Linked DNA regions of Mus musculus: regions 2, 3, 4, 5, 6 and 7 are each linked to region 1. Evidence: chromatin contacts called from public HiChIP or PLAC-seq and promoter capture Hi-C data. All regions are on one chromosome and are shown on one strand. The core of a region is the stretch at or near the end of the contact, and the rest is flanking DNA. Distances in the headings are between cores, read along the strand shown.

The links. Promoter capture Hi-C pulls out the DNA fragments that hold promoters and counts their contacts. HiChIP or PLAC-seq counts read pairs in DNA pulled down with a chosen protein or histone mark.
Region 2: a contact with region 1 is called in an H3K27ac HiChIP or PLAC-seq map of microglia, with 7 times the contacts expected there. The contact joins the enhancer-like site here to the promoter of Ccdc126 in region 1. A contact is called at or near these places in 2 of 39 promoter capture datasets (hippocampal neurons and liver), 1 of 484 Hi-C or Micro-C datasets (muscle stem cells), 2 of 115 datasets of contacts at active chromatin or transcription factors (microglia and pancreatic cancer cells) and 1 of 9 other capture datasets (adipose tissue).
Region 3: a contact with region 1 is called in a promoter capture Hi-C map of pre-B cells. The contact joins the promoter of Pdia4 here to the promoter of Ccdc126 in region 1. A contact is called at or near these places in 2 of 39 promoter capture datasets (embryonic stem cells and pre-B cells).
Region 4: a promoter capture Hi-C map of hippocampal neurons shows a contact between it and region 1, with 5 times the contacts expected there. The contact joins the promoter of C530044C16Rik here to the promoter of Ccdc126 in region 1. A contact is called at or near these places in 1 of 39 promoter capture datasets (hippocampal neurons) and 1 of 115 datasets of contacts at active chromatin or transcription factors (pancreatic cancer cells).
Region 5: a contact with region 1 is called in a promoter capture Hi-C map of pre-B cells, with 8 times the contacts expected there. The contact joins the promoter of 5430402O13Rik here to the promoter of Ccdc126 in region 1. A contact is called at or near these places in 14 of 39 promoter capture datasets (the 3T3-L1 cell line, the C10 cell line, the HPC-7 cell line and 8 more), 3 of 115 datasets of contacts at active chromatin or transcription factors (astrocytes, pancreatic cancer cells and thymic regulatory T cells) and 2 of 9 other capture datasets (adipose tissue and liver).
Region 6: a contact with region 1 is called in a promoter capture Hi-C map of liver, with 2.8 times the contacts expected there. The contact joins the promoter of Zfp746 here to the promoter of Ccdc126 in region 1. A contact is called at or near these places in 3 of 39 promoter capture datasets (hippocampal neurons, liver and pre-B cells), 1 of 115 datasets of contacts at active chromatin or transcription factors (pancreatic cancer cells) and 2 of 9 other capture datasets (adipose tissue and embryonic stem cells).
Region 7: a contact with region 1 is called in an H3K27ac HiChIP or PLAC-seq map of embryonic stem cells, with 3 times the contacts expected there. The contact joins the promoter of Osbpl3 here to the promoter of Ccdc126 in region 1. A contact is called at or near these places in 3 of 39 promoter capture datasets (hippocampal neurons, liver and pre-B cells), 3 of 115 datasets of contacts at active chromatin or transcription factors (astrocytes, embryonic stem cells and pancreatic cancer cells) and 1 of 9 other capture datasets (embryonic stem cells).

What each region holds. Positions count from the first base shown.
Region 1 is chr6:49,317,518-49,320,692 of GRCm38.p6, forward strand. Ccdc126 (coiled-coil domain containing 126) reads left to right here and starts at 1,757. Exons shown (of 3, transcript NM_175098.6): 1 at 1,757-1,963.
Region 2 is chr6:51,167,315-51,170,489 of GRCm38.p6, forward strand. No RefSeq gene overlaps it. Among named protein-coding and RNA genes, the nearest start is that of Gm32328, 2.5 kb to the left of the region's middle. Within about 2 kb of position 1,752, at least 84 of the 459 cell types and tissues checked have an H3K27ac peak or open chromatin away from gene starts, as enhancers often do. A contact at or near this core is called in adipose tissue, microglia and muscle stem cells, where this site is marked.
Region 3 is chr6:47,812,046-47,815,220 of GRCm38.p6, forward strand. It overlaps Pdia4 (protein disulfide isomerase associated 4), which reads right to left and starts at 1,467. Exons shown (of 10, transcript NM_009787.2): 1 at 1,172-1,467. The coding sequence starts at 1,259.
Region 4 is chr6:50,774,559-50,777,733 of GRCm38.p6, forward strand. It overlaps C530044C16Rik (RIKEN cDNA C530044C16 gene), which reads left to right and starts at 1,557. Exons shown (of 5, transcript NR_045984.1): 1 at 1,557-1,591; 2 at 1,711-1,845.
Region 5 is chr6:50,565,033-50,568,207 of GRCm38.p6, forward strand. It overlaps 5430402O13Rik (RIKEN cDNA 5430402O13 gene), which reads left to right and starts at 1,611. Exons shown (of 3, transcript NR_027892.1): 1 at 1,611-1,990. It overlaps Cycs (cytochrome c, somatic), which reads right to left and starts at 1,537. Exons shown (of 3, transcript NM_007808.5): 1 at 1,384-1,537; 2 at 460-636; 3 at 1-353. The coding sequence starts at 628. The coding sequence ends at 205.
Region 6 is chr6:48,084,916-48,088,090 of GRCm38.p6, forward strand. It overlaps Zfp746 (zinc finger protein 746), which reads right to left and starts at 1,678. Exons shown (of 7, transcript NM_001163475.1): 1 at 1,400-1,678. The coding sequence starts at 1,423.
Region 7 is chr6:50,454,921-50,458,095 of GRCm38.p6, forward strand. It overlaps Osbpl3 (oxysterol binding protein-like 3), which reads right to left and starts at 1,434. Exons shown (of 24, transcript NM_001347213.1): 1 at 905-1,434.

The sequences.
Region 1 (3,175 bases), core at 507-3,006:
ACCCCGACTAAGACAATAGTCAACAGATTAAAACCCTGGTTGATATCTACATTTTTTTCTTATGTAGCAAGTTTTCAGCATCTATGTGGTGGCTTGCTGTTACAGTACCTCCTAATTCAGACGAACTACATTGTAGATCCTCGAGGGTCATATATGTCTAGCAGCATTAGAGAGCACAGAACATTTGTGTCCAGATTATCCCATTTTGTGCATTGGTTACATGGGTTTTTTTTCTCCTTAGTTAGGGCCCTGGTTGGATCCCCCTTTCCTTCTCCTCCCCTCCTTCTACTGTGACGTGGAGGATCAAACTATCCTCATACAAGGTATTAATAAACCCCTACATGTGCTGGTGTTCTACAGATGGAACACTTTGTTTTGCCCTTGATTCTTTTTCTTGTGATTAAAATTCTTTGTACATTCTGAGTACAAGGCCTTTCTTGATTTATATATTTCAAGGGTCTCATTCCACTCTTAAGGCTTGTCTTTTGTTTGTTGCTGTTAAAACTGTCTTTCCCAGGCTGCATTTGATTTCCAGGTCCTCCTGTTTTGTTTGGTGTGTGTGTGTGTGTGTGTGTGTGTGTGTGTGTGTGTGTATGTATGTGTGAAAGAGCGACAGAGAGAGAGAGAGAGAGAAACACACAGAGAAAGACACAGAGACACAGAGAGAGAGACACACAGAGACACACACAGAGACACAGAGAGAGAGATGCACACAGAGAGGCACACAGAGAGAGGCACACACAGAGACATATACACACACAGATAGAGAGAGACAGAGGGAGAGAGAATTTTATGAGTATTGGTATTTTGCTTGCATATACCTTAGTGTACCAACTGTATTCCTGGTGAGGCCAGAGGAAGACTGTCAGATATCCAGAAATGGGGTGACAGATGGTTGTGAGCCACCATGTGGATTCTGGAAACTAAACCCGAGTGCTCTCTAAGCACAAGGGCTCAGCCATCTTTCCAGCCCAATTTGACTTTTTAACGTGTAATTTTGTGTGTGCTGAGCATTTAATCAGGGCCATATTCATGCTAGCCAAGTGTTCTACCACTAAGCTGCATACCAAGTCCCGAAGTACTTGATTTTTTAAAAATGTATTAACTTTGTTAAACTCTTATTAATTGTAATAATTTGTCTACAAGTTGTTTTGTATTTGTCATGTGTATACATATTTATACCATCCGTGACAAGAATATCTTTAAAACACTTTATTTGTATTCATGTAATTGTGTGTGAGTGTGCTGAGGTCTGCAGAGGCCAGAAGCAGATGGGATCCCTTGGAGCTGGAGTTCCAAGAGATTATGAACCTCTTGATGTGGGAGCTGGTAATTGAACTCTGGTCTTCTGGTCCCTCAGCAAACTGTCTGAACTTTTGAGCTAGGTCTCCAGTCCTCAGAAAAGGATAGTTTGTTTCTATTAGTCTTTAGTCCTTTTAGTTATTTTTTTATCCTATTTCCCTGAGTGAGGACCTTCAGGAGCACCATGGGGACATTGGACTCTCCAACACTAGGATGCCCTCTAGTGTCAGACAACAGCATTAGGGGTTTCTTTTCTAGTGGAAGGTAGATAGTAGGATGCTTCACCACTAGTGGCGAATAGGGTGCTGAGTTTTCTCTAGTAGCAATGCAGCTGCTGCGCCTCTTAGTTGCTAAGCAACCGCGTCGCCCTGAGCCCCTGGGCCAACAGCACGTGCTGTCTCTCCGCAAGGCGGGACTACATTCCCCACAATGCCGCGCGCAGTAGGCCCTGGCCGGAGAATGGGGGAAGGGTGGCCGGGAGGCGGAGCGGAAACCGGGAGTAGCGTCCCCGGGTGCCGAGCGCTCTCGGTCCTACCTCCGTCCTGGCCCGCAGGCTGTTGCGGCGCCGCTAACGCCCTCCCGTGGCGGGCTGTGGCTGTACTTCCAGTTTGTGAGCCCCGCGGCGGCGGCCCGCGTGATTGAAAGGAAACCAGCAGGCCAGGTCAGACGGAGGAGATTGGGGAGGCGGGAGGCGGTGTCCCTGCGGCCCCGGCTTTGCTACTTTGACAGCCTCGACCGCCGGGCCGGGCTCCGCGGTGCTCTGCGGGGATGGGCAGTCTCTGCGGCCGCGCTCATTTGTGCTCCACTCTTGACAGCTCAATTCTCTCGTTAGGAGAAGGACGTGAAATGCCCATTAAACCTGCCAAACTCTTCTCCTGGGAGGCTGGGGAGGAACTTTATCTGCTGTAGGTACAGGCGGTGGCAATTGAATGGCCAGGCAGCCAGGATTCGAACCCCTGGCGTCCCTCTGCCTGCTGCTTCATTCAGGCTAAGCAATGGCTCCAAGCCGATGTGTTTCATCCAGCAGATGGAGATCTCATACAGTTTTAAGTTGTTAGATTTATGGATAATAAGCTATTACACCTTGAGTTTTTCATTTGATGAAAAGATGTTTTGAATGTGATTCGAAGTGTGTGGACTTTTGGTTAATCACTAGGTTGTGTGTTCAGTTTATATTTTTACTTCTTACATGCAGAGAATTCCTTAAGATATGCTGGCTTCTTAATTTCCGCCCCTTTAAGATGGCTGAGAATGTTCTAAGGAAATTGATGACTCTGCTTTCCTGGGGATCAGCTCTGTATATAACTGTACAAGGACTCACCTCCCCCACCTCCCTAGCCTGGTCCCATAGGAAACCCTTAAAAGGAGATTAAAGGCTTTGTCCGTCAGATCCTTTGCAGCTTTGCCCTATGTCAACTTTCTGTACTGTTTCTAATGGTTCAGTCGTTTCTCTCCTCCCCACTCCCCTTCTCTCATTTTCTAGACAGGATTTCTCTGTGTAGCCCTGGCTGTCCTGGAACTCACTCAGTAGACCAGAAAACTATAAATCCCCTTACGCATTTATTCGTGACCAGGCTGGCCTCAAACTCAAGAGATCCTCCTGCCTCCGCCTCCCTAGTGCTGGGATTAAAGGTGTGCGCCACCATCACCTGACACCCACTTAGGATTTCTGTTCCCAGGTTATAGTTTTTGTCTGGAGACACATTGAGTGAATGCAGTAAATCTGATCAGGAACGACTTCAACGTGTTCAGGTTCTGTCAGTTGTTTTTACCCTTGCTTTCTCAATGTTATTGACATTGGGTTTTCAAGGAAAGCTTTATAAAACTTTAACTGAATTTCATTTTTATTTAACGTGTATGCCCTGTATGTACT
Region 2 (3,175 bases), core at 502-3,001, 1.8 Mb after region 1:
ATTTTGAAAGCAAACACAATCCAAGAGCCTCTGCACATGTGGGAATAGATATTTCAACCTTACACGTTTTCTCCTGAAGATCTTTCCGTTGGCCACAGTGAACAAGGCCCACCGTCCTCTGGGGCTCAGCTAATCCACACCATAAAGCATACACAGCCACAAATAAAAGTATGATCTAAACAGTCCCTCCACGGAAAGGGCAGGGATGGGACCTTCTCTGTTCTTCCCATGCAGACAACCTCCAGCATCGACGATGGCTGCTGCTCATTGAGAAGTGTCGGTGTCTCACCTCACTCTGCTCCTCTCTTTCTCATGTTTACCTGTGCCTTGACCGTACCATAAAAACCAAAAAGTAGGCCTGGTGATGGTGGCACAAGTCTTTAGTCCCAGCACTTGGGAGGCAGAGGCAGGCGGATTTCTGAGTTTGTGGCCAGCCTGGTCTACAAAGTGAGTTCCAGGATAGCCGGGGCTATACAGAAAAACCCTGTCTCGGAACAAACAAACAAACAAACAAAACAAAAACAAAAACAAACAAACAAACAAACAAACAGAACCAAAAAGTAGGAAGGGATGCATGAGTGTGCTTTCCACCTCAGTTTTGTAGTCTGATGGTTCCAGCCCAGACCCCACTAAATTGTGTGACCTTCGTAGTCTAAGAATCAAAGTTTGGTGCTTAAGATTAGCATTTGGCACATTTCCTGTGTTCTGTCACTTGGACATCCGCTGCTCTTCCTTATGCTTGTGACCCTTCTTCCCCCACGTACCCAGACTACAGCCATTTAGTATGAGCGCCGAGGATCAAATGGAAATGGCAAAAGAAATCACTATAGGGAAGCTAAGAAAAGTGTTCAAGGCCCAGCCTGACAATATTTTTGGGAGAAAGACACGTGGCTCCTTGTTGTTCTATTCTTGGTCTGCGTCGCCCCCTGGTGGCCTCTCCAGAAGGAATAGGGCGGGTCGGGGCTCAGTTCCCCAAGGTTCTGGTCTGTGTCTTGAGGGATGGAGTTGCTTTTTGCAATGGTCTGGTGCCCAGTAAGTTGTAAAGAACAGGGAGCAGGGAGGGGTGGAGTGAGGCGCACGACACTGAGGGAAGATCTGAGCGGAAGGAAAGGAATTTTTTTAAAAATTGTATAGGGCAAAAGGCTCATGCTTCTCCACAAACAAAAGAACACTGGAACTAGATAAAAATGGATAAATGATTGATGGTAGATGATAGGAAGGAAGGAAGGAAGGAAGGAAGGGAGGAAGGAAGGAAGGAAGGAAGGAAGGAAGAAGGAACTATCGTTTTACAGTCAAGAAACTGAGGTCCAGAAACGGGATTTGCTGGGGAAATCAAGTTGCTAGTGACGAATCCTCCTCGCCCCTTCTGGGGTGACATTGTTGAAGGGATCACACGAAGTGGGGAAGGATTGGGGCGTCAGCAAAGGAGGGGACTCGCTCTGTAGATTAGAGATCACGGTTCCAGTCACCACGTCCCGGGGTGGGAAAAACTGAGGGGTGTTCCAGACCCTTGCGAACCCTGGGGCGCCCCACCCAGGCCCGCTGCAGGCTGACACAAAGCAGGCGCCCCGGGCGGCACTCAGGCTGGGGCGGGAGAGCTTGATTGATGGACCCCGGAGGCGGCGTAGGGTGAGAGCCGGTGCTCATCCCCGCGCTCCTAGCAAGGAAAGGCTGATTTACAGCGCCCGGCGGGACGCCGGTGAGGTCCCTGCAGAAATGAAACCCGCTCTGGGGCCCGGGGGCACTGCGGCCTTCCATCCAGCCTGGGTTTACGGAACTGCCAGCCAATCTGCCCCGCAAGCCCTGAACCCACGCTTGCCCGGAAGATGCCAAAGTCTCAGACTGAGAAGTTAGGAAGGGCAGCTGGCCCCATAGTCCTCCTCCAGGACCCTTCTCCGTTTGTTTAAAGACGCTTTTTTTTTTTCCTTAAAGCACTGAAAAAAACTCAATTCCATCCACCCCATAAAAGGGAACTATGCGTACCCAAAAATTCTTACTTAAGTTTCTAAGTGTGTTTTGTTTCGGAAGATAAAAGGCCAATAAGTTTATAGGCAGTAAAAAATAAGAAACTTAAGATTGGGACTTCTGGAGAAGTAATTCTAACTCAAAGATAGTGTTAGGCCCTCCTGTCTGTCCCCTGCAGTTTGTGAAGTTGACTCTTAGGCACCAGAGCTGAAGTAACGCAGGTTCGGGATCCAGAGATAGGGTGTAAAGTAAACTCAGTTAGGGGGCCGCAGGAGAGAGGACTAGAGAAACCACTCTAATCACTGGCTTCTAAATAAAATTCAGCAGACGGGAAACCCAAAGTAACAAGCCTATGAATCGCTATTTTGTAGGACGAGGGCCTCGTGGCTGGATTCTGAGTGATTTTTTTTAAAGTAATAAATATGCCTTTTTCAGAGTTATTTTTTGAAGACTGGGTACGATTTTAAATTTCATGACTATTAGGTATAGTGATCCAAAGCGGAGTACAGGGGTTTTTGTGGGTGGGTGAAGAGGCCGCGTGGTCAACCCGTAATATGTTCGTGGAAACTGCAGAGCTCGCCTGTCAACTTGATTTTCTTTTCTTTCTTCCCTTCTCCCCTCTGAAAATACCATTAGCTCTTAGTCTGGCCTTGGGGTTGTGGTCGCACGAACACCTCTCTTCCTGATAAGTCCAAAGAGAAAAACATATACACTGGAGGTGCCAGAGATAAAGCTTTCCCGGGGTTTCATCCTCGTGTCTTCCGCTGGAGTTGGCAAAACAAAAGCGCTGCCCTAGAAACGATACTAAAGCACAGAAAGTCCTTCCTGTGACCGAGGTCCCAACACGAATCGCTGAAAGAGCCGGGTGTGTTAACTGCAAATGTGTCCGAAAGCAGCAACGCAACCTTCGGCTCCCGGGCTGCGACCAGGCAGGCATCTGGGGAAAGGAAGAGTGGTCGTTGGAAAATTAAGCTTTCCCCTCCAACTTTAATTTCACTTTAATTCCTAAAAAACCGAAAATGACACTCCCGAAGCGCGGCCGCCTCGATCCCTTATGGCCGCCCAGTTCCCTTTAAGGAAAAGTTTTTGCAAACACTGAATGTGTAGTTTACTCTAAAACTTGACTGGGCAAAAGTCTCAAGAGGAAGCTTCCCATTAAAGCAACAACCAACAAACTGATTTTCGTAATATGTAGCTTTCTAATAGTACA
Region 3 (3,175 bases), core at 217-2,716, 1.5 Mb before region 1:
AGGCCAGCCTGGTCTACATGATGAGCTCCAAGCTACATAATGAGACCCCCATCTTGAACAAACAAACATACATCACCCTAAAACTGACCACTGTCTCACAACCGTGTAGTTTTTAACACGTTCTTAAAGCATACACCAAACTACACTGGTTCTCAAACTTTCATGTGTCCCCCACAAAGCCTATTCTGCTTTGAAAAGTGAAAAATTTGCTTAAAATGAAGACTCTGCCCTCTTTCTGTTTCAATGTATTTTGGGTCTCTATAAGAAATGAGCCCTCAGTCAGTTTGGACAAAAGTGCCAAGATATACTCATAGGTAGGACGGATAGTTGGCCCCTTTCAGCAGTCTCTTCATTTCTACTCTTTCCTACCTGGGCAAAGACTCATAAATCAATGATCCACAGGAATCTTACTCAACCTAGGAGTATAAAGTTCACATTCCCCCTCCACACTAAACTTTAAAAATGGGGTTTGTTTATATTAGACTAAACCTAGTAGGCAACAAGTTAGTGGTTAGAAGGGAAAGGTGTCGATCAGACCCGTTCTCTAGGAACAACGTTAACTAGTACTTCCTATTTTCAAAGTTTTTATGTTTTCGGTAGAGGATTTCGAAGAAAGGGTGCGGGCATAACGTCTATGAGTTACACATACTGTTCCTACTAGAATACATGCACCACCAGCCTCGACTTTCAAAACACAGTGCAGCGACTGGCAAAAAAAGGCGCTGAATAAAATGCTTGTATACGGCAGCTCCAGTTTCCATAAAAGACGAAAACAAAGCCTGAGTTATTTCTACTTCTTGATATAGATGCCCAGTATCTGCGACTGCCTCTTCCAGGTCCTACTAGCGGCCATCCCGCCTCCGTTTTCTAAAACCGGTTTTGGAAACGAGAGTATTCTCCAGAAAATTTTACTCAACAAAGGGGCAAATCTCAGTAGTGAGGGTAAAGAGACGAGCTGCGAACCAGGCACTCGGCACGTCCCTCCGTGTCCTAGTCTCAGGTAGGAACTAAAGAGGCCCACACCCCTAGATTCGGCCCTACACTGAAACTCCATTAAGTTCGTTGCTACCGGGTCACTAATTCCGCAGGGGTGTGAGCGAAGCACCCTGTCAGGCCCCAGCAAGGTTTGCAACCCACGCGAGCTGCTCCTCCGACCCGCCCTCCCGCTCACCTTCGTGTGCATCTCCGGCGCTCGCAGCAGCCAGCAGCTGTGTCAGCGCCAAGAGCAGGACCAACAGCCAAGCTTTCCGGAGCTTCATGATTGGGTGCAGAGCTGGGCCTGCAGACACCGGCCACCGCAGAGCACTCGCCGACCTCCCGAGCGACGCCGGAGCGCACCAAAGCCTCCAGGAAGTTCAGGCCGGTGATTGGTTGGAGGTAAGGAAGCCGCGGCCCGTCCAATCCCCGCACGAATCAGGGCGAGAGCCGTGGCGCCCCGCCTACACCGCCCCGCCCCGCTGCCTGAGCCCTCCGCGCGGGCGCGCCCCTCAGCTCCGCGTTTAAAACTCCGAGCCCTAGTGTGAGGTGCCCCCTTCTGATTGGCTGTGCCGCGACCACCAATCACGGGCTGCCACTCGGTTTGCTTGGAGCGCCCAGGTCCGGAAAGAGTGCGGGGGAGAACAAAGGCAACCAGCCCTGCACAGGGAGGCGGGGCTTGAGCACTCCGAGGGGAGGGATTGGTTGGGAGGTCAGCTCCCTTTGGCCAAGCTTGGCAGGAAGAACACGTGTAAGAAACTCAAGGAAATGGTGGGGTGCATGTGTAGGCTCGTCCGTCTGAGGCTGTCCTTGTGCAGGAAACTAAAGAGGACAGAACTTTTGGGAAAAAGTGAGATCAGAGATCCCGCCTCTGTTCCCCTGTTCTTTGGCTTCTTGTTTTTTCTGTTGAGCATATAAAAGTTTGAGTTTCTTTCCTAGATACTAGGTTCGGAGAGGTATATGAAATAGATTAGTTGTTTCAGAGCTGGGTGGGCTGACTCCAGGTCTGTGGAGGCAGAGACCCATGACTTTTAGTGATATCCTGTCGCAAAAAAAAAAAAAAAAGAAAGAAAGGAAAGAAAGAAAGAAAGAAAGAAAAGAAAAATTACAACTTGGACTCCATGACTAAGTCTATAAGTCAGAGTCTTGTCTGAACGTTGCCTTGTATTATGATTTTTCTGAAGAGAGAGAGAGAGATAACCAATCTAGTGATTTAGATCTAGAAATAACCGTGAGTGTTTTGGAAAAGAAACTAGGTTTGCATGTCAGAAAAGAAAGCTGTACTGGCATTAGGGTTAGCACCTGTGGATTAACATATGATATGACGTAGAAGACAAATGAGGCTAAATAAATAAATCTTAGAGAGTCCTGCAATATTTTCTGATGTATACAGGAGGAGAAAATGAGCTGTATTTATCACTACTCCCCTGGGTTGTCATTTTAGCACTATTAGGCTAGGTTCCTAGGCCAATTTGAATATGTGTTTTCCTTTACTCCTGCAGATCTCTCTCTAGAGAAGTAGTCCATTGGGATTGTCTATCTACTAGTGTATCTGTGACAATTCCTGCATGCATGTCCACAGCCAGAAGTTCAGATTATATGTTTTGAAAACTAAATTAAGACTAGACAGGCACACAACCTACATGCTCTGGATTCATGAGGTTTATGATTGATTCTATCTAGGTTAAACCACAAGAGATTACTGCAGTCTCTTGTGTTTTCTGTAGAACTCAGTGATGGTTCTACCTTTTTTATTATTCTGATATAATTCTTTTCTGTAGTTTCAACTACTTTGGAGTCTAAAGCAGATCATTTTAGCCCAGAAATTCAAAGCTAAACTGGACAAGAGAGTAATGCCTCGTCTCAAAACAAACAAAACCAGATACACACAAACCTATGACCTCTCCTCCAACATAAAACAAAAATAGCTCCATTTCTTTTAACTTTTATTATTTTATCTGTAAGAGTGTTTATGTGTATATACATGCCTGATGTATTCAGAGGTCAGAAGAGGGCATCAGATTTTCTGGAGCTAAAAAGTGGGTGCTCTAGACTCTCACGTGTGTTTGTTTTGTTTGTTGTTTGTTTTTTGGGGTCTTGTTTGGTTTTATGTTTGTTTGATTTTGCTTTTTGGTTTTGTTATTGGTGGTAGTGGTGGTGGTTATTTGGTTTTGATTTTCTTTTTTTTTTTTTTTCTTTT
Region 4 (3,175 bases), core at 307-2,806, 1.5 Mb after region 1:
GGGGGGCGGGAGGTAGAGAGATTTTTGTATTCCCCTGACTCGAAGAGGAGGCTGTTCTATGTGTTTCATGTCTTTATCTTGTCACAGTTCATGAAATTGACATGGTCACCTCCGTTCAGTAAGAAGACATTGAGGCTCAGGGACAGTAACTAGCTTGTGCAAGGTCACCTAAGCCTGTCAGTGACAACTGAAAAAATTAAGTCAGACCTCCTGTCTCCAAAGTCCCTCTGAATTCGCAGACCTCTCCAGCAAGGGTTCTGGAAGGATGTTAGGGAAGGCTGACATTCCAGCCAGACCTGGAAGTGGGACAAATTCAACTTGACTCCTTGCTGAGAGATGGAGTATATGTTAGGCAACCAATCCAGACAGGAGCGTATGACAAGGTTCTAGATTGGTTCCAGGCCAGTGCCAAGCAAGCCGCACTCAGAAGTGAGGTAAGGTTAGCTGATGGTACCATGGCTTAAAGGTTTCCCATGCTTTCATGCTCTGATGGAAATTGACTCTGCTTTTCCTTAATTTGCTAGGGAAACTTCTAGAGAAAAGAAACTCTTTTCTTGCATGGAGAGGTGACAGGAGTGTTTGCATACCTGGATGGCCCCAGAGAATTTATAGCCAATCCCTGGAGCTAGCTCGCTCGCTCTCTCTCTCTCTCTCTCTCTCTCTCTCTCTCTCTCTCTCTCTCATTAATTTTATTTATTTAATGTATGAGTGCTCTATAGCATACATATCTGCCTGCCTGAAGAGGGCATCAGATTCCCCTATAGATGGTTGTGAGCCACCATGTGGTTGCTGGTTGCTGGGAATTGAACTCATGACCTCTAGAAGAGCAGCCAGTGCTTTTAACTGCTGAGCCATCTCACTAGCCCCACTGTAAAGGTTTCGGAACCATCCAAAAAGCATGCACCAATTCTTTCCCTTCCTCTGTCCGTGATGCAGCAGCATTAGAGAATCCAGGAGGTTGAACCTATGTGACAAATAATTTGTGTCCAAAACTCCAGCTATGAGGAAGCTCATCGGTGTAGAAGGAGATGAAGTCAAGGCCGTGTGGGAGGGGAGATCTGAGTCCCGATCCTCAGCTCCTGCTGATGATGTGACATCATGACATCCTGGCACCCTCCATAGAGCTCTCAAGAGGCAAGGCAGGCTGCTCTTCAAACCAGCTCCTGGAAGGGAGAACACTGCCAAGCAAGGGACAAATCTGACTGAGATGTAACTTATAAAACATAGGGAAATGACAACGTGAACAGTTATTTTTCTCTGGAGACACACATAACAAATGGCACATTCAAATCAGCGCTGCGAATGTTAAGTAGTCTCTACATGTGCCTGGCCCTGTGACTACACAGTGCGGATTCCTGGGCTCTCCTTTCAGTCACTAAGAAGGTTTTCCCTAGATTCCCTACTGGGAACCATCTCCCAGGGATTTCTGGTTCAGGATGGCTGAAGCCCAGTGGGTCCTGTGACTCTGGCTTTCTGATGCAAGGGCCATCTGAGTTCATTTTGAGATGCTGAGACCAACCCCTATCCATTCAGAAGCCATTCGGTGTCCCTTCTTCAATTAGTTCCTTATCGTGGGGCTGCTGAAAGCATTGTGAGTATCCAGAGATGAATTAATGAGGGCTGAAAAGATCCAGAGATAGTTACATGCAAAGATGAAAAGGGCCCATTAGAATATCGGGATAAATAAAATCTGCCCTCCGCCCATTTCAGAAGACTTAATGGAACGTCGCAAAGTGTTCAGAAGGAGTTGTTCTGAGGCCTGGAGGGAGGCAGACACCGCCATTCCTGTCTGATACTTGGGGCTGTAGCTGCTGCAATCCACTCAGGCCCTCAGCTCTGGTCCAGGTCAGTGTGATGTTAGGGATAAATGTGTGTGGGGCATCCTTAGAACAAAGCCAGGGAATCGGGAATTTAAATCACTCTGATTTATGCCCAGCTTGTCAACTCTCCTGGGCTTTAGAAATGCTGAATATTCGAGCATTTGCTTTCAGATGTGGCACTTGCTTTCAGATGTGAGGTGGGGCTTGTTCCCAGTTGATTATTAACAATGGGGACCCTGACACTTCAGTGATGCTCAGCTGAAACCTTTAAACTCATCCATTCCTGCTTTGTGACGTGCTAGAGATTCCACGAATTAAGAAAAAAACACTCTATAGGAACATCATCTGACTTTTTTGAGCAGTATTTCTGCGACCAGTTAGTTACCTTGGGGGCGGGGGGCGGGGATGGAGGCTTAAGCATCCTTTATCTGTGTTCACACATCTGAGCTGCCACTCTCTTACTGAGTGTTGGGAATGCACATCAAGTCTATACTAACGAAAAATTCTTTCCTGAAGAGGAGACAATGGCGGGATACTCCTCTACCGCCTGTATTGTGGCTGCTTATTATGTATCTAACAGTGTTCCATGCTGAGCAGAAAACCTGGTTCCTCCTGCCCACGCGGTTACTATAAATGTTTCAATCAATCCCTTTCATGCAGCACAGAGCACAGGAAGCACAATGTGCAGTGACTAAACAAGCCATTTAAATTCTTCTCAGGCAGAGAGGTTAAGAGAGAGGTGGGGGGAGGAGCGGCGAGAGCAGAGATGGCCAAGGTACTGCATTCAAATGTTTTTGATGGGTTTCTAAGATACTTGTCTCTTTTCTCCGAAACAAATGCATTCATGTCCCAGGAAGGAAGGCAACGGAGGAAAATGCTCGCTGGTGAGCTCATGAGAAATGCCAAAGGAGTTGTTTGTGTCGAGCTTCAAATATCAGGGTTTCTTTATTGTGGAGCTTTGAGGCTCAGAGTCAGGCCAAGTGTTTCCATGACAACTAATAGATGTTATGTTTATTTACTGAGCAGCGGGTGAATGACGCATCAGCAACTGACATTTTAGTTTCTTTCTCCTTTTTCTCCCCTCTCCAGTAAAGGTTTGTTTTACTGGATGAAAATGGCTCCATCTTCCGTTTTATTCATCAGAGCTTCTAAGGTGAAAATAAACCTCAGTTTAATAGGATTCAGTTATTCCATGAAACACACGTTGAGGTCCCGTCCCTTTATGGGCCTCAGAGAGCCTTTACAGTGGGCAGTTGCTGGTGAGAAGATGAATTGCAAAGCAAAAAGCAAATTTTGGGTTTTACTCACTTGAAAATGATCTAACAACTGCATTCTGAGTGATGTAAATTTACACA
Region 5 (3,175 bases), core at 361-2,860, 1.2 Mb after region 1:
GAGCCGTGGTAGCATGTATACAACTGGAACTGTTGCTTTAATAAAGACCGTACCCACTTTATGACAAGTCAGTTTTACTTAAATCAGGACTGTCCAACAAAAACATTGCTAGCCATTCATGATCTGAATTTGGTGTGTGAATTAAATTATGGTGTACATTAAAAGCCATGAGACATTTGTTTTGTAATAAATAAGGCAGTGGAATTACTCATTAGTAGCCTTTTTAAGATAAGCTATTAGGTCTGCCCTTTCTCCCTTCTTCTTAATTCCAGCGAAGATCATTTTTGTTCCAGGGATGTACTTTTTGGGATTCTCCAAATACTCCATCAGGGTATCCTCTCCCCAGGTGATGCCTAAACAGAAAGAGATGCAGAGGTTAAGTGTTTTACACACCTGGTAATTCTGCACTGGTTAACCCAAGCAACCTGTGCTGTGGCTGACAGCAGCTCCCCCCGTTACCTTTGTTCTTGTTGGCATCTGTGTAAGAGAATCCAGCAGCCTGGCCTGTCTTCCGCCCGAACAGACCGTGGAGATTTGGTCCAGTCTTATGCTTGCCTCCCTTTTCCACAGTGTGGCACTGGGCACACTTCTGAACAAAAATCTTCTTGCCTTTTTCAACATCACCCATTTTTAATTCTAAAAGGGAAAAGATCCAACAGTAAAACGTACTACGGATCCCAATGACCATTCAAACCGCTATTCTTATGTCCTCTTAACACCAGGCAGGGTGCTAACTCAGTCCACTTGCAATATTCTTCAATAGCAAATACATCACCTAGGAGACTCTCCTTTAAAGCAAGTCTGTGCTCAAGACAGGTCCATGCCAAGGGAAATGGAAACCCACAGCTCAAACCCCAGTTTCCGAAGAAGGCAAGGTCAAAAAGTCACAAATATGAAACCGGACTCATTAAAGCAAAACCACTACAACTCTTAACATTTCAGAATGCTAAACTGCTGTCAGTGCTGCCGATTAAAGTCACTTCCAAAGATAAGGGAGGCTGGGGGTGATCCTAAGTGCTTCCGCCTGCTCCGGTCTCATTAGGAGGTTAAGTCTCTTCTCTCTTGCTTTAGTCCGGCACGGGAAGGCGAGGGAGGACTGGGGAAGGAACCGTCTCACTCTCACGTTGAGATCCCAGGGGTGACTACGACTTTACAAACCCACCCTCCCAGATGCTTAATCAGGAAAAGAACTGGCCCAGTCCTGAAGGAACAGCAGCTTCTGCTCTCAGAAGGGGCGGCGGGCGAGTTCCTTCTAGAACTCCGGGCCCCGGTCCTACACCCACGCCGCCTCCAGCCGTGCCACAGTTCTGCATGGCTTTGTAGGTTAGGCCTGCCCCGGCCTCCTCGCCCCGTTCCCGGTCCGCATCCCCGTCGCGCGCTCACCGTTCCGGGCTGGTCAACACCACGAACGTTCGGACTCGAAGACAGACGTCCCGCGCTCTAGCCCAAGGACACGCCGGCCCGCGCCTATGTACCGGTGTCGGTGCAACCACACTTGTTCCGCCCGTCCGCGGCCCGACGTGCGGTAGCGCCGTCTGCTGCGCCGTGACGTAACCGCACCTCATTGGCTCCAGGACAGGTTTGTGCGCGCGCATGCGAGCTAGCATGGTAGGATGTGCCCAGAGGGCGCCCTTCCTTCAGAGGCCTCGTTTGCCCGACACTTACGACAGGCCTTAGGACGTAAGGCGTGGACGTGCGTGACGTCACCCTCTGGCCTGCGAGATGGCGAGGGCAAGTAGCGGGGCCGATGCTCCCTTGGGATCCGGGTGTGGCTCGGCTCAGGTAACGCCCGGCCCTAGGACTCCTTCGGCCTCCGCCCACGGGGAGTGCTGAGACTGCCGGCCGGTGTGCTGGCGACCTTTACCCAGGCTTGGTCAAGGCTTCCTGGCTGGCGCAACTGCACTGGCCTCGCAGTGGACGCCTGCTGGTGACCTTTACTCTGTTAAACCATCTTCCTGCTCTCCCAGTGAGAGCCTCAAAGCTGGGGAAGGTACGCACAAGTGGCAGACAGGATCACATCTTACCCAGAGTCCCTGTTTTCTTCCCCTAGTGTTTGTAGAAAACGAGGAGGGTGTGCAGGCAAGCTTTAAGGGAGAAGCAGGATTCGCCTGAGTAGAGGATTCCCGGGAATCCGCTAGACTTGGCATCCCTTCTGACCATATTGGAAATGGAAGTCTCCTTAGCATACTTTCCTGGTGTACTTCAAAACGAACTCACAGACACTTTAAATTCTGCCACTGGACGTTTTCTTCATTACTCCCCTCTCCCAAATTCAGATGAATGTCGGTCCATTCCCTATGTTCTGTCTAGCCTTGACATAGTTTATCGTGTGTTTATAGATGCCTGGTGTGTGCCGGGCCCTTCTCAGTATGAACTCACATATTCTGGTTGAGCTTGTTTATATTCTACCACTTTTCCTTCCGCCATCAGATTAACATGAGATGTTAGAAGGCTGGTCTAAAGTCTCAATAGATCTCTTTCCAGCCACTGGTCCTATCTGCTCAAAGATGTCAGTTTGTGTGAGTATAGTTGTTAGGTATTCCCAGGGATAGTTGATTCCAGAACAATCCCCAGAACCCATACAGAATTCCATGGGTGTTTAAGTCCTTCACATGAAATGATGTAATATTTGTATATAATCTACACAATCTCCCCAATATTTAAATAATTTCTAGATTATAACTTATACTGCCAAATGCAGTGCTGTATGGTGTCACTTAGGGAAAATGACAAAAACGCTAGTCATTCTGTATTGGTGAGAATATTGTAAGCCTAACTACATAGTATGTGATGTGATCTGCTGATTTCTGAAGACATGGATATGGGAACCATAGATAAGGAGGTCTGATGTATTTTCATTGTTATTAAACTGTCCTAGCTTTTGGGGGTACTCGTTCAGCATTTAGACTTAGTCCTTATGTAGGTTTATTTTAAGTTATTTGTATATAGGCTTATTTATCAAACTCTTAAAGTTTTTAAAGACCTGATGTAGCAAATCTGTAGACATTCAATATGTCCTTAAATCAAGTCCTGATACTGCCTTCCTTATTTCTCCAAAGAAAAAGTAGTTCTTACTGAAGTCATTGTTCTCTCAATATCGTTTCTTTGTGGAACAGAAGATACCATTTTTCGTTTATAAACGAGTTGGCTGTGAGTTGCTCTTGTTTGTGTTTTA
Region 6 (3,175 bases), core at 428-2,927, 1.2 Mb before region 1:
TGACCAGAGGCAGAAAAGCTTGCCTGGGTGGTGCTCAAGAGTTCCTCAGGCTGTACAGAAGGAAGGACACTGGCTCTGACTGGGGACGTTCAGTGGGTCTCAGATGGGTTCTGACTGGCAGAACTGTTAGAGGGAGCAAGTGCTGTGGAGGACACTTCTGGTCCCTTACTCCTCAGGACCAGCCCTGACTGGGATTGCCCCAGACTAGAGTCTATTTCAGACGTATCCTTGTACTTTGCCACCCATTCTCTCTGCTGCAATCTGTGTGTTACACAAAGACATTTGCACAAACATCTATCTTGTTGATGTCATTCTTGTTTAATTTTTTTTTTTAAATGGGGTCCATGGTCTTTGACCTGTGTAGTTGGAAGTAGGGGTTGTGCTCTACTGAAGCCTAGCACCTTGCTAACTTAAAGCGAAGGTGGGATAGTCAATTGCCAAACAGCTAGGGAAGCCAGTACTCTGAGACCGGAGTCACTGATGCCAATTCCTTCAACTCTTTCCTACCCATATGACGAAGCCCAGGCCTTCCCAGCCCCTTCCATTTCTGCAGCCTCATATCCAAAACCATATCTCCAGGCTTGTGGACCAGTTTTGCACTGTCCTGTGTCTGGCCCTTGCCTCTCTTTGCCCAAGCCCTAGAAACCCTAGCTAACTCAACTCACAGAAGCACAGATTACCTGGCTGGGCGGGAGGAGCACCAGAGTCTGCTAAGCACCTGCATTCGAACCTCCACCAGGTTGGCTACGACCTCTTTCTGTTCGACCATAAGGCTACTCGTGTACCTGGACTGCTTTCCTTATTACAGACATTGAACTGTGAGAGCACTGTCTTCCCACACTTTTCTCGCTGAGATTCTTGGCAAGTTAACTTCGTTGGGCCTTCAGCTTTTCTTTTGTATGAAATAATAACTATAATAGTTACTACCCCACAGGTTTGCAGTGCAGACAAAATCATGCCTAAACCGGGCTGAGTGCAGCGCCAGCCTGGCTGGACAAATACGAGCAGTCCTCGCGTGCCGCCTGAGGAGGGTTGGGCACATAGTGGGTGCTCACTGTCTACAGAATCGACGTCGGACACCTCCCAGGTGCCACCAGGCCGCTGGGGGGAGCTGGGAGAGGGAAGCACCGGCCCGGCGCTGAGGAAGGAGCCCGGCCCGGGGACGCGCAGACCGGGAACTTGGCGCAGGTCGGCCTCCCGGGCGCGGACGGCCGTTCCCTGCGCTCGGCTCCACCCGGTCCGGTAGGCCCCGGAGGACCTCGCGGCCGCCCGCCGCAGCCACAGGACCCGCAGGCCCGGTCTGGCCCGGAAGCCCTCCTGGGGCCTGCGGCACAGTGTGCTGGGCCCCGGCCTTCCGGGGCCCGAGGCCGCGCAGGCCAAGCGCGCGGGCCGCCCTTACCGGAGCCGCGGCCGCCTCGGCCATGGCCCTGCGCTGTCCTGCTCGGCGCGAAGGAAGTCGACGCCGCGGCGCGCGGCCCCACGCAGGCCCGGCTGCCGGGTCCTCTCCGCCGGCAGCGCCGCCCGGGCCTGCCGCTACCTTCCCCGCCGCGCTCCTCGCAGGCCGGCCTGCTGCCGCTCCGCCCGCAGCCGCACCGCCGCCGTCAGCGCCCGGCCGCTCCACACTGCATCCTGGGAGCCGGTGCCGCGGCCAGGCCGACGAAGGCCCGTGAGGCTTCCTGGAGGCAGCGCGGCGGCACAGCTCCACCTGCAGCTCGAGCGGCGAACGGCAGCGCCGGCACCCGCTTGCCGCCGCGCTTGGCCCCGCCCTCCTCACGAGGCCCCGCCTCGGCCCGACCTCCGACCACGCCCCCGCATATCGCCACGCCCCCCGCGGCGCCAGTGCTCACCAGCGATGTGCCACCTGGTTTGGCGGTATAAAACTTGGGGGTACGGCCTCGGCAGGCAGTGCGCACCCCGGCACGGTCACTTCCGCAGCTGTCCAGCTGTAGCACGCCTATTTTTGCCTTGAAATGGAATGAATGCTTCCAACAATAGAAATATGGCTTGATAAGTCACAGTAGGTTCTCTGTAGGATTATGTATGTGTGTTATAATAAACATTTTAATGACACAAAAAATGTGGGGTTTCTATAGTATGTATACTATAATAAACATTTTAATGACATGAAAAATGGGTTAAAATGCCATCGTTTAAAATCTTTTTGAATGCAGTTGGAGATACAGTTCAACGGCTAAAAGTACTTGCTGTTCTTGCAGAGGGCTGGGTTTCAGTTCCCAGCATCTCACCACAAGCTGTAGTTACCGCAGATCCAACGCCCTCTTGTGATATATCAGGTAAGCGTGGAAAGATGTTGAACGAGAGTAGTCCGGAACTACTTCATTTTGGCGTTAAAATGCGTAACAAATGTATAACAAGATGTGTGTTATCATGTGTATTATTCATGTTCATACAGTGTTCATATAAAAGGTTATGTCTAACAAAGTTTAGGTAGGTTTGGAAGCATGTCCATTAACGTAGTGCCAGTAGACCCCAGACCCCTAATTTTTTTCAATTCATATTTTTGTTTTTTAATAACAAGGAAAGGAAGAAAAAAGTCAAAATGTAAAATTTCTCCAGAAGCCTAGTGTGGAGCCCCGTGTGGCAAAGAAGATGTATTGCCATTCAGAATTGCCTTCCATGCCACCCCCTAGCAGGAGCCTGCAAGACCAGTGCCTGAGATCTTTTTGTTGTTGCCATTCGTTATTTATTTTATGATTTACTTTTATTTTTGATTATGTATATGCACACATATGTATGCAAATATGTGTACGCGTGTGCAGGAGGTCAGGGGTCTCAGGTTCTGGGAGCAACCTGGGAACTGAAGTTTTGTTCTTACTCTTAATAACTGACCCTCCTTCCCCAGCTCCCTGACTGTGCTGGCTAACTTTATGTTAACACAAGCTATAGTCATTTGAGAGAGGGGAATCCTTTTTTTAAAAAATATTTTTATTAGGTATTTTCCCTCAATTAAATTTCCAATGCTATCCCAAAAGTCCCCCATACCCACCCACTCCCACTTTTTGGCCCTGGCGTTCCCCTGTACTGGGGCATATAAAGTTTGCATGTCCAATGGGCCTCTCTTTCCACTGATGGCCGACTAGGCCATCTTTTGATACATATGCAGCTAGAGTCAAGAGCTCCGGGGTACTGGTTAGTTCATAATGTTGTTGCACCT
Region 7 (3,175 bases), core at 184-2,683, 1.1 Mb after region 1:
CAGAATGGACATTTAGCCTGGATGCACTGCAATCTGTCTGAAGGTTTCTGGAGGCCAAAAGGAGGTCCTCACCTTGTATGATGCTTAGAGTGTTGAGTGTGGATGACCCAAAGTCAGAGCTATGCTTACCTATCTCTGAAACCATCTTCTGCAGCTACAGTGTAAATAAAATACACTACCCAAACGATCTCATCAAGTAATCAGATTCCTAGGGCACTGCGACATCGGAGGGGACTCCAATGCCCCAGCCCCGTTCCCTGACACAAGGTGAGAGACAACTTTATGTCCCTCTCAGCTCCAACAGTCTGGGAGGCGCGCGGCTGGTTAAGAAGTGTCTGAAGGACACAAGACAATGCCACGGGAGACGCCAGAGGCACCAATCACCCGCTGAGTGCTTGAAGCCCCAAGGGAAGGGTGCTCTCGGTCCCAGTGCAGACACTGTGGAGCGGTGTGACCTGACTGGGGAGGCCGAAGAGCGAGGTGCCTGCACCGCAGGGCCCCAAGCTCGAGGGTGTAGTAAAGCCTTCCTCCTGGCAGAATTAAGCAGGTTTCCTGTGCCTCCAGCCCGTCACAGCGCCAGGCTGTGCCGGGACAGCTCCTCTACGCGGCATCCTCATGCACCCGCACGCAGGCTCCTGAGATCCGCTCCTTCTCCGGGTCCATCCCCGCCAGGCTGTAACTCGAGGGGCACAGCTCCAGGGTGAGCAGCACCAGAGTGCTTCCTCCCAGAAAACTGGCGCTTACACGACAGACGACCTCCTAGTCTCAGGGCTGCCCCGTGGACCCGGGCTTCCCGGGACCACCACAGACACAGTCTGAACCATAGAGAATGGCTGCGTCCCCGAGCCTTCTCGGGGCCTCCACCACAGCTCAACCCCAGGCGGGCGGACGCCCTGTTGCTCACCTAAGTGTTCCGCTGCTGGGGACGCTTCTCGATTCCCCAGTGCGTGCTTCAGACCGAGAAGGACGCAAACCGGGCTTCTCGGGTCCCTGCAAGTCTCAGCCGACGGCAGTTCCAGCACCAGCCGCAGGAGACTGGGGCGCCGAGCGCTGCTCGCAGACAGATGGTGGGCGAGAGCCCGCGCAGTGCACCAGCTCTCCTGGTGCCGGGGTCCCTGGTCCCCTGCTACTGGCCGGTGTGCGATCCCCGCGACCAGTTCTCAATACTTCGCCTAGAACTTTAGGGCGCGCGCTGCCGGGCAATTAGCTGAAGAGCTGGAGCGAGGGGAGGGAGCTAAGAGGAGGAGCCTGAGTTCTCCACTGGGCGGAATAACGTGAAAAGGGCGGTGGAGGGGGGGCAGCAGAGTGGCTCCCACTCCCACCAATCAGGAGTCATCGGGGGAAGGCGGTGAGGCGTTGGACTTGGAAGCTGCAGGCGGATTCCGTGACGCCAGCCAGGGTTCAGGGCGTGTGGAGCGGTGGAGAGTGATGGTAGGTGTGGCTGGGCGGGGCAGCGGCTCCCAGCATCCTTAGAGTAGTGTGTGCCCCTTAGGCTTTCAATAAATATTTAGTGAATGACTTAGGAGGAAGTTGAGGTTCGCGCGAAAGGAGCTGTTTTAAGGAGAAGATTCCAGGGGACTAAAGTAGTCCAACGGACAATAATCACTTGAACACTGAAAAGAGCTGAGAATAAATAAGGGGGAAATATGTGGTGAGCCAAGGGTTAGACACAAGATATTAGAAACTGGTTCGGACTTTGGGGACCTGGCCCCCAGAAGCAGTTGTCCAGATTGGTATAGGGTTACAGAGGAGGCAGGAAGGGAGAAAGGTGTTGTTGTTGTTGTTGTTGTTGTTGTTGTTGTTGTTACAGTTCCCGTCCATAGGTTAGGAAAGAAGATGCAGTGTAGTTTGCGATCGAAACGCAGGAGCATCTGGCTAGATGTCCAGGCCCATCCGACTTCACCGCCCACTTGCCAGAATCCTAGCTTGGATGTCAGCCACTGATAATTTGAGGTCAATTTGCAAACCGCACATGAGTCCAGCGCCGCAGGTGGCCCGGTGGGCAGGGAATGATGAATGCCAGGAACAGATGTGATCCTGCACCTGCGGTAAAGGCACACCGGGTTTCTGCCCTCTCAGAACCTACATTTTAGAGAGGACGCAGACGATAAACCAAAGAGAGTATATATATATATATATATGTGAATAATCAGGAAAACATTGGTGAACTGTTAGCACAGAGAGCGCCATGCAGAGAGCCTCCGAAGGGGTGATGGAAGAAGCTCAGGCCCCTGAAGTCCTCTGGGAGGAGGTTCTCAAATAGGCTCCCATAGCAGGAAGGACTCAGCAGCTCTCAGGCTCAGGAAACGCTTTCTGGGCACTAGGAACTGCAGATGTATTTAACCCCTTTAAGATCCATCTGGCCTGCCTCACCGAACTGGGCATGTTGGCTCCTTTGGCTCAGCTGCTGACACTCTAGATGTTCCAGAGTGCCAAGTACATGCCTCCACCAGCGGCTGACCGTTGTCAGGCTGACCCTGTATGAACGTCTCTGAGGCTCTTTCTCACATCTGTATAAACCATGTTTCATTCACTAGGTTTGGATATTCACTTTCTGGAACCTTCCACGGATACACTCTCTGGAACTGTCTTTGGCTCTGCCAGGTGGCCGGGGAAGTTTGACGAAGAAAGCAGATTTTCTTGATGCTGTGAGCCCTAGCACTCGGCAATCCCTATATAAATGATGCAGGGCTTCCTAAACTACACCAAACCGGAAGGAGCACCGAGGAGCAGGCCTGAGGCACCTTGCCCACGCCCAGCTCAGGTGCCTGAGTCACACTCACTTTTTTTCCCCTCCCTACTCCAAATCATCTTGTTGCATCCAGGCCAGCTTTTCTACCGAATACATGCCTTTTATCCCACAGAAATGTTTTTGCTACAGGCAAATCCAACCTTTGGACTTTGTAAATGGTGTTTATCGTCTCCAAAGTTCACACGCCAGATTACACAATCACATAACTATATACATACACATATTGTGCTGAGCCTAATTCATAGTTACCTGGAACACAACGAGGTGGTAGCCTGTACCAAATGGCCTAGTAGCCAAGGCTGGACAGAAAGCTATGGTTTTATTGTTTAAGCTGGCATCCTGTCCTTGGATTTTTCTTAAGTTTCTTCCAAGCTGACTGTGTGTTCCCTGTTGGTACTGAAGGCAGTTAATGAGTCAGGATGA